Linked DNA regions of Mus musculus: all the other regions are linked to region 2. A link is a contact called in public promoter capture Hi-C data. All regions are on one chromosome and are shown on one strand. The core of a region is the stretch at or near the end of the contact, and the rest is flanking DNA. Distances in the headings are between cores, read along the strand shown.

Region 1 (4,931 bases), core at 667-3,166, 74 kb after region 2:
CAGACTGAAGAGGGAAGACAGTGTCAGGAAGAAGGAGGCGGAAGAGAGAGCCAAGCCGGAAATGCAAGACAAGCAGAGTCGGCTTTTCCATCCGCATCAGGAGCCAGCTAAGCTGGCCACCCAGGCACCCTGGTCTACCACAGGTATCAGAAGGGGCTGAGGTGCCAGGCTCTGCCACTGTCTCCTCTGTATGTATGTAAAACAGACAGTCATCTCCCCGAGAGCAATATCTATGCCTATCACGATTTGCTCGGTTTGGGGAAAGTTCTCACTCTGTAGACCAGGCTGGCCTCAGCCTTAAAAATCTGCCTACCTCTGCCTCCTGAGTGCTGGGATTAAAGGCGTGTGCTACCACGGGCTAGCTTGCTTACATTAATCGAGCTGAGATGTCTGTCTCTGTCTGGATACTGTAGCTCTTTACCACCCAGGTGTGCACAGGAAGCCCCTCGGATACCCAGGAGCCCTCTCTGCAGGCCTGTTCCAAGTGACATGAACCTTATTTGATATATGTTACAAACGCTGAACTTGACATCTTGGGGGGAATCACGTAACTTGTTCTCTAGGTTGATATTTTCCCCTGAAGTTGCTGAGCTATGTCAACTTTTTTGTCTACACTGGGTTTTGTGCCTTTTGAAAAGTGTCAATCTGGGTTTTTTCACTTTCAATACAACTTGGCTCTTTTAAAAAGTAAGTAAGTAAATGGCTGACCTTCACTAACGCAAGCTGTCCCTTAGATAACCTCAGCTGCACACTAAAATGTATTTTCAAAATTCTTAAGCACAGTGGTAGACAGAAAGCAACAAGTAACTTGACACCATCTCATAAACCATTTGTTTCCTCCCTGGGCACACAGTGGGGTGGGGAGTGAGGTGCAGTGTTGGTCAGGAACCATCCCTTCCTGAGGTCCTATGGCTGCAGGGAGAACTTGGACTTGGGCATGTAGGGAGTCCAGGGGGACGAGGGGGGGGAGAGATGAACTAACTGTCTGGGTCAACTGTGGTCTGAAGAGGAATTTTCAATCCTTTAATCTCAGGGGTCATCGAAGCCCCTGTGACTCTTCAGTGTGAACTAGGATTGATTTTCCCCTCAATAGGAACCTTTGCTTCTCACACAGATCAAGGCTACAGAGACAACAGTCTACCTCACGCTCTTCAGATACGATGGGTGTCAAGTTACATGCAGCGCAAGTGTAGAACAATCCAGAGGGCTATAATTACCTGGTAGCCAAAATCCCAAGAATGTCCTCTGCCTGAATGCATCTTCAATTTTTTTTAATTTGATTTAAATTCTAAATTGTTTTCATTAGGGTTTATCCTTGGGCTTATTCTTTCCCCAGAAATGCAGACGCCTCAGTTCAGCAGGTCATGAGGACGCTGCGTAGACCGACCTTTGCCTGTTTATAGGGAAGGTTGTGTTTCTCTTCCTCTTTCCCTGCAAGAGTGCTTTCTGGCTGAGCAGATCTGCTGTCATCTCTGAGCAGCACCCAGGGTGGGGAGCAGAGCCTGCTGATGACTTACAAATGGGCATTGCTAGAGCCCACGCCCAGAGGCAGAGAAAGGTTCTCTGGGCTGTCTGCCCACCGCATTCAGTCCTGGCGGCTTGCTTGTGGGATCTGCTGATGAACTGCACGTGGTCTGAGTCTGCTCTCCTCTGGCATTCCATGTGTATTTCAGAAATTCCCTGAATGGTGGAAATATTTCCAGTATAAGGCAGACATAGACTAACAGCTGTCCGCCTTGGCATTGTCCGTCAGTGCTTCCTGTAATGTGTCCCTCCTCTTCCCAAACAGAGAAAGGCCCGCTTACCATTTCTGCACAGGAGAGTGTAAAAGTGGTATATTACCGAGCGCTGTACCCCTTTGAATCCAGAAGTCACGATGAGATCACCATCCAGCCAGGAGATATAGTCATGGTAAGAAAGTGTATGTCAGAGACGGTCCTCTGTCCTCACTTGGCACTTGTGACACAATTAGGAAACCTCCAGCAAGCATGCATATCAAAATGAAAGTTCTCTTGCAAAGGCATATCTCAATAGCACTTTAAATGCAGTGTTTCTATTGCTCCGTAGCCTGCTTTTAACCTTAAGTTGACTGATTGTGTCTAAAGCTAGCACTGGTTACATACTATGAAGGGTCTTTAAGAAATAGTTACAAATGCAGAATTCCTTCATTCACAGCTGCCCATAAGAACATTTATACCAGGGGCTGGAGAGATGGCTCTGCAGGTAAGAGCACTGACTGCTCTTCCGAAGGTCCTGAGTTCAAATCTCAGCAACCACATGGTGGCTCACAACCACCTGTAATGAGATCTGACGCCCTCTTCTGGGGTGTCTGAAGTCAGCTACAATGTACTTTCATATAATAAATAAATCTTTAAAAAAAAAAAGAAGAAGAAGAGCGTTTATACCTTTGAGCCAAAGTGTTTGGAGGCTGTTTGGTTTTGTTTTTTAAGTAATGGATTAAATATGAGGAATCTGAATTACTATTTAGAAAATTAACAAACATTCAATTTTGCTTTGTTGCAGTTTATACTCTTTGTGTATATTAACAATTTAATATAGTCCTCAAATTGAAACATATAAGAGTTAGTTTTAAGAAGAGAATAAAGCACTGTGGTTGATCTAATTATTTTCTAAATGACAACTTAAATTTCTTAATTAATTTAGAAGTAACTGAAAGTGAAGGCCTGAGAGACAAATGTGTTTTTCATTCTTAGGGTATTAAACAGTGGTCTGTGTTTTAATGAGAAACTGTTGCTTTAGTGCGGGCCTACCATCTCTGCAGCCTACAGTAGTGCGGACTGCTCTTCCCAGGGTTGGCTAGCTGACCCCTCGTTTCATTTGATGAGTAAAGCGTAGATGTACTCTAAGGTGCAACGTTTCATTAAACATCTTTTGCCTTGCTTTTAAACCTTTGCTTTCCTGGTGGAGGTTAAAGGGGAATGGGTAAGTGCCCCCTGTCAGGAAGTCCGCCTCCCACTCCGTGTCTTGTTCTTTGAATCACTTTAACTGTGTAAGTGAGCAGATCTTTGGATGTTGGGGCAGTGGAAACGTGTTGGGGTTTGTACCACAGAGTTGTATTGAAAAGAAAAGTCTACCTGGTGAGGTTTGTGTTGCCGGTGTCTGTCTGCTGGGCTCTGCAGAGCCGTCTGAAGGTTCTGTCCTTGTCAGGGTTCCACCTAACACCAGGAGTTCTTGGTGCATTAAACTGAAAATGAAACATTTGCAACTTTTACAAGAGATCAGAATGATTTCCTGGCTTACAAAACCTTCTTACTTACCTACTGACTGACACAAGGTCTCATGTAGCTTAGGCTAGCCTAAGCTCACTATGTAGCCCAGGCTGGCCTTAAACTCTCGGCTGTCCTGCCTCCACACCTAAGATGCATGAGCATGGGAACGGTGGAGCTCAACAGGCTGACTGTGGCTCTCTTGTCATTGCAAAACCCAGGCTCACTCACTTTGTCAGCCCTGTGACCATGGCTTCCCAGACTCCTCAGAACTTGTTTGAAAACAGCAAGCTTACACCTTAGTCACCGTGTTTCCCCTTGGGATATAGGTAGGGGTTGGGGAGCCTTACAAATACTTTGCTTTTAGAATCTTTTTGCTTTTAAACCGATTTGCTCCCAAACGGTTTTTCCATTGTTAACCATTTAATGTACTTTCTTGTGTGTCGCCATATTCTGATGTTTGATTATACAAAGAAATAGAAGATGGTGTCTGCCATTCAAATATTTAGTTTGGAAAAGGCATGAGAACCGGATGAACCCAGGCTTGGTGAAGTTGCCCATGACTGTCCAGTAACCTAGGAACTTAGAGAGGAAAGAAGTCTGTGACGTGATGTGGGATCTGTGACTGAGGCTGCCTAGCTGATCATCTCCATGTCTGAGGCTTAGAGCCTTAGCAATAAATGGCCGCTCTTCTGATGTGGAGGTGGCCATCCCCAGGGGATGGAGTTGACTCGGCCATGCATTGCCCAAGCAATTGGATGAGCAATGAGAGAGACTTCACTCATGGCCATTTTTGTTAAGCTTTACGTGAGGACCACACAGCAGCTGGCCATCTGAATGCTGGTGCCAGGCAGCATCAGGTGTGTGAAAATTACTCAGGAAGTCCCAGAAAGTAAGCAGCGGCTTAGGGAAGGATCGTGCCATGCAAGCCTGACCCTCCCTGTTGATTCCTGTAACCACGGGAAGCTGGAGGGAGAGAGTCAGCTCCCCAAAGCTGTCCTGCAGCTTCCACACGCTCCCTGCCACCCCCACCATCGCGGACCACCCCATATACCACCACACTCTTATGTACATGAAGCTCGCTCCCTTGCTCTGTCTGTCTGCTCTTTCTTTCATCTATGCCTTCCTTAGGCCATAGACATTCAGGGTATTTTCAATTCTGATACACAGTTTAGAATTCTCTGTAGGCCTTCCATTAAGGAATGTAGCCCCGCCCCTCTGTCCTGCCAGAGCTTCCCTGAAATGGTCTAGGAAACACTTCCGAGTCCCAGGACTTCTTTCACTGTTACCAGCTACCTAGTCGTTTGTCTGAAAGCTGTTCCGTGTAAGTGCTGCCCTTACCCTGCCTCCTCCTCCCCACACTGGGGTCACAGGCCTGTGCCACCACTCCTGGCTTTTATGTGGGCTGTAGGGACCCAAACTCAGGTCCTCACGCCTGTGTGGCATTCTTTTTCTATTTGTGGAGACAAAAAAAAAAAATACAGACTTCCAGGACAGCCAGGGCTACACAGAGAAACCCTAACTTGGAAAACAAATAAAATAACAACAACAACAAAAAAAAAAAAACCAAACCCTTTTCCAGAGGACTGGAGAGATGGCTCGTTGGTTAAGACTACTGGCTGTTCTTCCAGAGAGCGCAGGTTGAGTTCCCAGCACCCACATGGCTGCTCACGCCTGCCTGTAACTCCAGTTCCAGGGCTTCTG
Region 2 (4,672 bases), core at 1,233-3,732:
TTGGGTGCTTTAATCCCCCCTCTATGTAGAAAGCGGCTTGGCTGGTGCCCTTTCTTCACTGCTGCCTGTCTCTCTGCTCGGACCTTGCTGCTCCGTGAAGCACTGGGAGGCCAGCGTGTCTCTTGACCTGAGCATGACCGTTCTTTGGATCTTTATGCTCATCGTGATAATCTTCATGTGGTGAGCACAGTAATCGATTAAAGCTGAGATCTGTCAGTTTGAGGGTTTTTGTTACAATTGCAGGGTGATAATTTAACAACAGAAGCTGACATTTGGAGCTTTTTACTCTGCATAAAGTAGGGGTCCAGGTGTTTTACTTCTGTTAAAACTCATAGTTAGCTGGGTGTACTTGTACACGCCTTTACTCCCAGCAAGCACTCCAGAGGCAGAGGCAGGCGGATCTCAGTGACTTCCGGGCCAGTCTTCTTCACATAGTGAGCTCCGGAGCTAAACGGAGACCCTGACTCCAACAGACAAAAGCCTCTCACTCAGTTACCATTGTTAAAGAAAAATTATTCTGAAGTTTGTTACAATGGAAGGAGAGGCTTTATTCTCGAGACTATTGAAAGGAGAAAGAGAAAGCAGCCTCTGCTCCAAATTCAGTGAGGACAGGTGGAAATTTATAGCTGTGTGCGGAGTAAGTAGGGTGAGAGAATTACTAAGAGAAGACACTGAGGGTAGGAAAGATGATTCCTTCAGAACTTACTGTACCAGTCTGCTTGGGCATAGACTGGACACCTTAAGCAGCAGAGGGCGGTAGGCGTAGTTGCGAGGAAGGCTTGCTTAAAGAGAGAGGCCTGGCTAGCCGGGCGTGGTGGCGCACACCTTTAATCCCAGCACTTTGGGAGGCAGAGGCAGGCAGATTTCTGAGTTCGAGGCCAGCCTGGTCTACAAAGTGAGTTCCAGGACAGCCAGGGCTACACAGAGAAACCCTGTCTCGGAAAACAAACAAACAAACAAACAAAGGCCTGGCTAAAGTTTGGTCAGAAGAGACTTTGTCAGGACTAGGAACCCCTGGGTTCAGAACCACTTGTGTTTAATTCTTGTAGCTCCTGCAGTTTATAGATCAATATGTGAAGCTTAGAGAACAGGAGCTGGGACACTCGGTCACTGGTAATGTTAAGCTGCTGCCGCTGTCACCTGCCCTTGCTGTCATCCTAACTGTTGTGAAATGGAGCGGTCGGTGTGTGCCACTGAGGACAGCTCCGGCTGTTGCCAGCACCGGTGCCATTGCAAAGGTGCGCTTTCCCCTGCGGCATGCACTTAAGTGCGAGCCACTTGGCTGAAACGGAGCACAGATGGCGCATCTGCACCGGTCGGGGTCCGGTTCTGTTCCCTTTAAATAGTCATCAGAAGAACTTTTGTTTTGCGAGATTTCTGTGTGTTGCCTCTTATAGTAGTCAAAGGAAGGAAATGAAAAATGGGATTTCAGATGTTCTCAATAGAAAGCTTAATTGTAACCATTAATCTGTTTTCATGAAAAATTGTTTAACTATGGGTGAATTATCAAGTAAGCCCTATGAATCAGCTGTTTGTTAGATGGTGCTTGGTGCCTGTTTTTAAGTGATTTCACTTGATTTTCTGAGAGGAATAAAAGGGAGTGGTTTTGTACCTTTGGTTCCCTGGAGTTTCTGTAGTGTATTAGAAGACGCTAGCTTGTGGGCAGGGCCTGCTCTCCCACCCCTGGGAGGCTGTGCTAGGATCTCAAGTCTAAGCCCATAGAGAGATCTTATCTCCCCTCTTCTGCTGCAGGGGTGGTGGCTTATGGCAGGACTTCCCTAGGATGCCTTCTTTGACTGACAAGGAGTCTTACTGGCTGAGCATTGTGGCACTCACCTTTAATCTCTGAAAACCAAAATAAATAAAAAGAACCCTGCATTCTTTCATCCCCCCCACACACTTATGTTCTTTATGCGAGGCGTGGGGCTGTGGGGCTTTACCTGCCACACCTGATTGACACTGATTGAAATCCGGGCACACAGGGCTAACAGTGTGCCCCACCTCGCTGCCCTGCGCTCCCAGCCCCTCTCTGCTGTAGGTTAGTCTTGTGCTGCTGCTTCTCCTTTTTAGCCAGGATGGATCCCCCCAGTGGGCCTTAGGGAGGTCTTAGGCAGCTTAGGAGTCCACAGGGCTCTCTTGGTTTATGTAGTGACATGGAAGCAGAAACAGTCATTATTCAAGCTTTGGATTGTTAATGGATATTTATAACCTACCCAACTTCTCTTAGTTTTGCTTTTTTTCTGTGTTTTCTAAAACTATGCACCACGTAAAAATTTGCTCTTGGTGAGCACTTTTTGATTATGTGGCGGACGTAACCTATTCTATGATGTTGAACGTATAACCAGACTCTTGCCTGCCCTTACTCTTTCTGTGTTTGAGACAGGGTTTTCTTGCGTAACCCCTGAACCCTCAGTTCTGCCTTTATATGCCAAGTGCTGAGTTACTGGTGTGTGCCTCTGTGCTGACTTCAAGAGCTGGCAATGGTTCTGTGGTAACGGAGCCAGCTGTCATGCGCGATGACCTGAATTCAGTCCTTGGCACCTATCAGGTAGAAGGAGAGAACTGACTGGTGCACTCTGCCCCCCACATATGTGCTGAAGCCCGTGCACACGTGTGTGCGCACAGGCACAAATAATAAAGAAATGCTTTTGGTTTGTAATGACACCATGGCGACTGTCAATTGACATCATTTAGCTTTGGGTTTTTTTTAGGCAGATTAATGGGTGATGAATCATTGGTGCAGTGACTTTCTACTTTTGCTTCGGAGCTGTCAGATTGCTTTCCTTAGCAGCTGGCATAACTGGCCCTCCTACCAGCAAGGGGCGGGGGGCTCTCCTTAGTATCAGAAATCTCTATTTATCGACTTTCTGACTTTTGTGGCCTTCATTTGTCGCTTGTGGAAAGTTTTTCAAGTCAAAGTGACTTCCTGTAAGTAGGCCAGATTCCTCAGTAAAGCTTCCCTCCCTCTGACAAAAGCTTGGTGAGATCATTTTAACTCTCAGCCATGTAAGAAAAGCTTGGTTGAAGAGGAGACGAAGGGTTAGTTTTCTAATGTCCATATTTATAGGAATGATGTTTAGTGAGCCTTTCTACCCTTTAGTGACAATAATTAATTTTTCAAAATCTGTTTAGTCTTGGAACCTTGAAACTTAGCAGTTTGAATGAATTTTGTAAGAATGAAATTATGCACCCAGCTCTGGAGAGAACAAACCTACTTGAAGGTAGAATTCTAGATACATTCATTATATTGTATTTAAACACTTTTACATAAATATAAAATTAGCTCATACAAAATGATTGGTTATGAGGGAATTTTGAACCTTTCTCAAAAGGTATGAAATTGGAAAAAAAATGAGTTTTTTTCTTTTGAATTACATTGTCATTGTGAAACTTTTTAAATCAGAAACTTTTAAATTTTCTTTGCTGTGCTGTTTTAAAAAAACTTTTCAATTCTTTTTTTCTCCATTAATTCATGTATTTATCCCGATCACAGCTGCCTTTCTCCTCCCAGATCCCTCACCCCTCACCCTTCTCCTTCTCTTTCAAGAAGGGAGAGGCCCCACCTGGTACCAGCCCACCCTGGTTGGTGCATCACATCACTGCAGGATTGGGCACATTCTCTCCCACGGAGGCCAGACAAGACAGCCCAGTTAGGGAGCAAGTTCCACAGACAGGCAGCCAGGTCAGGGATATAGCCCCGCTCCAGTTGTTGCAGGACCCTCCTGGAGATCAAGCTGCACATCTGCTACATTCACACGGGCGGCCTAGGTCCAGCCTGTGGACCAGCCTCTTTGGTTGGTGGTTCAGTCTCTGAAAGCCCCCAAGGGTCCAGGTTAGTTGACTCTCTTGGCCTTCTTGTGGAGTTCCTGTCTGCTCCAGATCCCTCAATTCTACCCCGACTCTTCCACAAGACTCCCTGAGCTTCTTCCAATGTTTGGCTCTCGGCCTCTGCATCTGTTTTGGTCAGCTGCTGGGTGGAACCTCTCAGAGGACAGTTATGCTAGGTCTTGTTTGCAGAGTACCATTAATAGTGTCAGGGATTGGTTCTTGCCCGTGGGATGGGTCTCGCAGTTGTGCTTATTGTTGGTTGGCCATTCCTTCAGGCTCTCATATCTTTCCTGTCTTTCTTAAAGAAGAGCGTGCGGCCCCTGCTGCTGACAGCCGCTGTGCTTCAGCTTTTCTCTTACTTTCCCAACGCCAAATTGATTGATGTATATTTTGATCAAGTAAAGTGGGAATAATTATTGGAATCTGTATCCATTGCCTGCTAAGATGATCTGGATTTCTGTTGTAATTTGGTGATGTGAATGCTTTGAACTTTAGTTCTAAACCTTTCAGGAAGAGATAAATCAGGCTGGATTGATGGCTCAGCAATTAAGATCAGTGACTGCTCTTCCAGAGGTTCTGAGTTCAATTCCCAGCAACCACATGGTGGCTCACAACCATCTGCAATGGGATCCGACACCCTCTTCTGGTGTGTCTGAAGAGAGCGACAGTGCACTCACATACATAAGCCTTAGACAGAGCAGCACATCTGTGAAGAATCAACTCACTCGGTGTAATGTTTGCAACTTCTCCATTATGTATCTATTACATATTCATTGCATAGCCTCACTCTAATCCCAGTGACTACCGACTTCCCTAAGGCCCATATAATTTGAGGGACTGTTCT
Region 3 (4,452 bases), core at 486-2,985, 95 kb after region 2:
ATTTAATTTACTACAAGGGTAGGCACTCAAGGGAAGCATTAATTGACAATAAGCCACTTTGTCCTACAGAGTGCATGCTGGCCCCTGTCCTGGCTCCCGTGGTCTCGGCTGGCTGACTCAGCTGGGTTAAAGTTCCATGGGTGTCTGGGAGGAATTCAGCCACACACTGTTTCTGGAACACTCAGTTGTTGGGAAAAAATATGGATTGCTTCTGTGTTTGTGCTTCCAGCATGGAGAGAGGAAAGGTGGTGCTCGGACTGTGAAATAGGGTGGGAACTCCATGCAGGAACTGAAGGGGGAGGGGAGCCTCCCGATGCCGGTGCAGTTCTTAAGGAGAGTTCTAGTACAAACGTAGTGAAATGCCGATGTATTTAATGTATTCTGTCTGGGCGGCAGACTCAGATGTCTGTGGTATCTCTACACTGTAGTGTAGGAAGTATTTCCTGGCTCGACGTGTGGATATAAAGTGAGGGTGAGGCGAGCACAGTGCTCCTGGCCTGGAGCCTTCTCTTCTGTTGGATCCTCCAGCTCCAGGGTGTGCCTGAGCCCCCAGCAACCCAGTTGTCACGTGCTTCCACGTCTCTCCTGAATGAAGGGGGATTTTAGGGCTCCGGTGGGTTTGTGTCATTAATCATTTTAAGTTTCATGATGAACTCTTCAGCTTGCCAATGAGACCTTCTGCTCTGTTTTAAGGGCTCTGGAACTGCTGGGAAAACAGGGAGTTTAGGAAAAAAACCTGGTAAGTTGTAAACCCCGATGCTTGTGCTTCAATGTTAATGAATGTTCTTGATAGTTGTTCCCCAGTCATTGTTTATCCCAGCCAGAAGCCTACAGTAGAGGCAAAGGGATCTTCCTGACAGTGCCCGGCAAGATCCTTCCCTGTTAATTAAATGTCCTTGGCTCTCAAGTGTGCCTGTTGCCACAGCTGTGGGGAGTAGATTTTCCCGGGCAAGATGGTGGGAAGTTGATGGGTACAGAGCTGGGAAACTGCAGGGTCATCTCGTTGGGTTTGGAAAGTCCTTGCTGGCGCCTGTTAGCACATAGAGCTCCAATGACATAGCAGTGGAGGTCAGAGGCAAGGTGACAGCATCAGGTGATCGGTCTCATTACTTGAAAATCGGGCTTTCCCAGGCAAACAGTGAAGGTACCAAATGATAATCGTGCTTCAGAGTCTAGAATTTTCAGTTTATTTAAACAAAATCACACATTCTATTAATAGTGGCATAAAAAAGAGAAGGAGGCAGCTGTGCAATGATACGGTTGGTGTGGCCTGTCTTCCTGGCCAAAGTTGACCTTAGGAAATTATAGGTTAGAAGGGGCACTGCTCTGCTGAGAGGCTGTGCTCAGCTCTAGTTGGGCTCACACAGCCAGGAAAGGGGATTTTAGTCAGAGCACAAAGCTGGGCCTCTGCTATTGCTGGATGTTGTCTGTACTTGAACAGGCGCCATTCCAGAGGGTCCAGATAGTTCACTTACAGCCCTCAGATGGGCCTCACTTTACCTTGAAACTCGCAAGCTGTTTGGAGACACAGAGCCCTTTCAAAATGCCAGAACAAATCTCCAGCTAGTATGCCAGGTCCTTTGAGGAGCAAAAACAGCTGGTGCCAAATAGGACACTAATTGGGACTTTCTCCAAACCAAAAACTTGAAATCTAGAACTTGTCCTTAGCATGCCAGAGGAGCGTCCCTCCCTACACATTCCCTGCTTGGGCTCTTGGCTAGACACAGACTAGCTGGGAGCCGGCCTCCGGGCTTTTTGCCTTTCTGGGCTTTCTGAAGCACAGGCAGGCAGGCTGCTTCTCCTCCTCCTGTTGTGGTGGCCAGCCTCAGATTTCAGGACAGCGTGATAGGGCTGCTTAAAGGAACTGCCTCTTACTTCTGCCCTTCACTCTGTAGGCAGTGTTGGAATGTGGGGCCCCCACCCCCACCCCTTCTTCCCATCTCTTTGTACTTCATACTTCTTTCTTGCCATCCTTCCTTCCTTTCTGTCCTTTCGGGTTCACTGAGATGGGAATGAGTGTGGAGAACAGTTCTGGATCGCTCCCCCCCCCCCCCGCCCCCCTGGCCTGAGCTGCCCCAGACTTTGGGCTGTGGCCTTGCTGGGAGTCTCCTGTAGGGGCTTTCAGAGTCAGGCAAACCACACAACTATTTACGTTTTTTATCTCTGTGCTGAATTACTGTTTTCACCTAAAGTTCTCATAGCTCTGTGTTCCTCTTGTAACTTGAAATAAGTTAAACTCATGGTTCTGTGTTTCAAACCAGAAATTCGTGGATCACTCCCAGAATAGGAGGCCTGGCTGATTTGGCTATGTTAGTGGGAGACGGTCCTAAGCCGTGTGTGTAAGTGAGCTGTAGCCAGGCTCCTATGGGTTTCTGAGGAAAACCTCATTTCTCCCATTAGTTTTCAGGCAGAAGGAGGCGTCCCTCAGATTTATGGAGATGGGAGCGGGGTCCTGGCCCTTCATCCGGGCACATAGTAACTGTGGGAGGTTCTTTGACAGGACGCATGGGGGCAGGCAGGATGGCGGGGAGCTGCTGAGTCACAGGACAGTGAGGGCCGCACAAGTCTGAGCTAGACAGAGACAAACAGAGCATCTGCACTGTGGCTCCCAGGGAGGGGCAAGAGCAGGGGTCAGAGTGGGAAGCAGCCAGTCTGCAGAGTTCCATGACGTTGGTGTCTGATCCTGAACAATAGTGTGTCCTAGGATCTCTTCTCTTCACTGACAGCACACTGCAACGTTTGATCCTGTTTTTCAGAAATTGCCCAGGTTATTGCTTCCTACGCTGCTACTGGTCCCGAACAACTCACCCTGGCTCCTGGGCAGCTGATTCTGATCCGGAAAAAGAACCCAGGTGGATGGTGGGAAGGAGAACTGCAAGTTAGTGTCTCTACGTTCATTTAAAGTTCTCTGTCTAAGCATGAACACGCAAAGCCTCAAGGAACAGCATTGCACTGCACAGTACAAAGAACCCTCCTTATCTGAACCCTGAGCCTGATGAGGGGCGCCTGTGTCTTACGAGCTTAGTTCTGAGAGCTGCGGACCCGCTGAACGTGTATCCAGTTGTCCGACAAGCTCAGATAGGGAGTGCTGGAGACAGAATTTGCTGAGTAGGGGCTGCATAGAGACCTCCTCATGCGCCATGGCCTGGCAAACGGAATCAGCGCTTCGTTGGAGGTGTTTGGGACATGCTGACATGGCAGGTGTCTTTCATGCAGCCTACGTCGGTCATGATGTTGTTTTCAGTTGCTGTGTGTACCGAAATCACATCACTCATTCACGGTTCTGACACCTCCTTTAGTTCTCACTTCCAGACACAAAGATGCTGCAGAAGAGAGTCTGTGTATCATCATGGTAGCAAGTTAGGCTGGCCGTGGGATATATCTAAGGGGAGTTTTATGTAAGGACAAGAACAAGTGTATGGTGTTGCGTGGCTCCCTAGAAATGCTTGTTATTTGCAAGGATACAGTGATAACAGAGTTGAGAACTAGGGTACCACCTCATCAGGTGATTAAAATGACCATCACCCGTGGAGGCAAATGGATGCTACTTAGTAAAGGCACAGCATCCACGCTTTGTCAACAGACTGGGACCCATGATTAGGGGGCTGGAGAGATAGCTCATTAATTAAGACCTGAGGTAGGCTTTCAGTGCCCATATCAGGCAGCTTACACCAGCTGTAACTTCAGCTCTGGGGGATCTGGTGACCTCTCTTGACCTCTGTGCACCCACATACATATTCTATACACGTAAATAGTAAGACAGACATATATATTTTTTAAAGAACTGTGACGTAAGAGCCTGGTGATCAAGTGTTTCAGGAACAAATGATGGGGGGAGGAAGTGGTGGGGGTTAGGAAGGGCAGTCAAGAGCACATAGATGGCGGCTGGACTGGGTGTTAGCAGTCGGTGGACCCATGTGAAGAACGTGTGCGTGTTCTGGGCACTGTTCCCGTTAGTGCTACTTTTCAGTAAGTTTCTTTTTGTTTTTTGGAAACTGGTTCTATAGTGACTACAGTTGACTCTGTAGCAGGGCTCTGCCTCTTAGGAGTTACTGCTCACTGATGTTACTTGAGAAGATGAGACCTGAACTTCTTCATGTTCTGGAACCTTCAGGGATCCTAGAACCAGCCATACACACAGATACACACGTAGGAGCATAAGAGACTGGCCTGCTGGCTCTCGAGCAAGAAGTGCCTCCTTTCTCCCCTCCACCTTCCTCTTAATGTAGTGAGCCCCAGTTTGGGACTGCAGACTCCACTGGCCAGCTTCATTCATGGCCCTCCCTTTCTTCATGAAGGAGAGTGTGGGCTGTGGCTCACCACATAGACGTTTCTTAGGGGCCTGCCAGAGGGCTACATTTCCCACCAGCTGTCTGCTTTTATATACAAGAGAAGCATACAATGTTCCTCCTTTAGACCCAAGTGCTGGGGCCTGCTGCTGCATACCACAGG

What was found. Capture Hi-C pulls out chosen DNA fragments and counts their contacts.
Region 1: a contact with region 2 is called in a promoter capture Hi-C map of adipose tissue. The contact joins two enhancer-like sites. A contact is called at or near these places in 5 of 484 Hi-C or Micro-C datasets (bone marrow-derived macrophages, cranial neural crest, liver and 1 more), 4 of 115 datasets of contacts at active chromatin or transcription factors (embryonic fibroblasts, embryonic stem cells and heart atrium) and 4 of 9 other capture datasets (adipose tissue, embryonic stem cells, liver and 1 more).
Region 3: a contact with region 2 is called in a promoter capture Hi-C map of adipose tissue. The contact joins two enhancer-like sites. A contact is called at or near these places in 2 of 484 Hi-C or Micro-C datasets (cranial neural crest and muscle stem cells), 4 of 115 datasets of contacts at active chromatin or transcription factors (embryonic stem cells, extraembryonic endoderm stem cells and heart atrium) and 4 of 9 other capture datasets (adipose tissue, embryonic stem cells, liver and 1 more).

What each region holds. Positions count from the first base shown.
Region 1 is chr16:91,839,700-91,844,630 of GRCm38.p6, forward strand. It overlaps Itsn1 (intersectin 1 (SH3 domain protein 1A)), which reads left to right. Exons shown (of 39, transcript NM_010587.2): 18 at 1-143; 19 at 1,790-1,911. Among named protein-coding and RNA genes, the nearest start is that of Gm52262, 62 kb to the right of the region's middle. Within about 2 kb of position 1,917, at least 62 of the 459 cell types and tissues checked have an H3K27ac peak or open chromatin away from gene starts, as enhancers often do. A contact at or near this core is called in adipose tissue, bone marrow-derived macrophages and heart atrium, where this site is marked.
Region 2 is chr16:91,764,824-91,769,495 of GRCm38.p6, forward strand. All of the region lies in intron 1 of Itsn1 (intersectin 1 (SH3 domain protein 1A)), which reads left to right. Among named protein-coding and RNA genes, the nearest start is that of Itsn1, 38 kb to the left of the region's middle. Within about 2 kb of position 2,483, at least 52 of the 459 cell types and tissues checked have an H3K27ac peak or open chromatin away from gene starts, as enhancers often do. A contact at or near this core is called in adipose tissue, bone marrow-derived macrophages, embryonic stem cells and 2 more, where this site is marked.
Region 3 is chr16:91,860,501-91,864,952 of GRCm38.p6, forward strand. It overlaps Itsn1 (intersectin 1 (SH3 domain protein 1A)), which reads left to right. Exons shown (of 39, transcript NM_010587.2): 25 at 694-739; 26 at 2,757-2,878. Among named protein-coding and RNA genes, the nearest start is that of Gm52262, 42 kb to the right of the region's middle. Within about 2 kb of position 1,736, at least 110 of the 459 cell types and tissues checked have an H3K27ac peak or open chromatin away from gene starts, as enhancers often do. A contact at or near this core is called in adipose tissue, embryonic stem cells, heart atrium and 1 more, where this site is marked.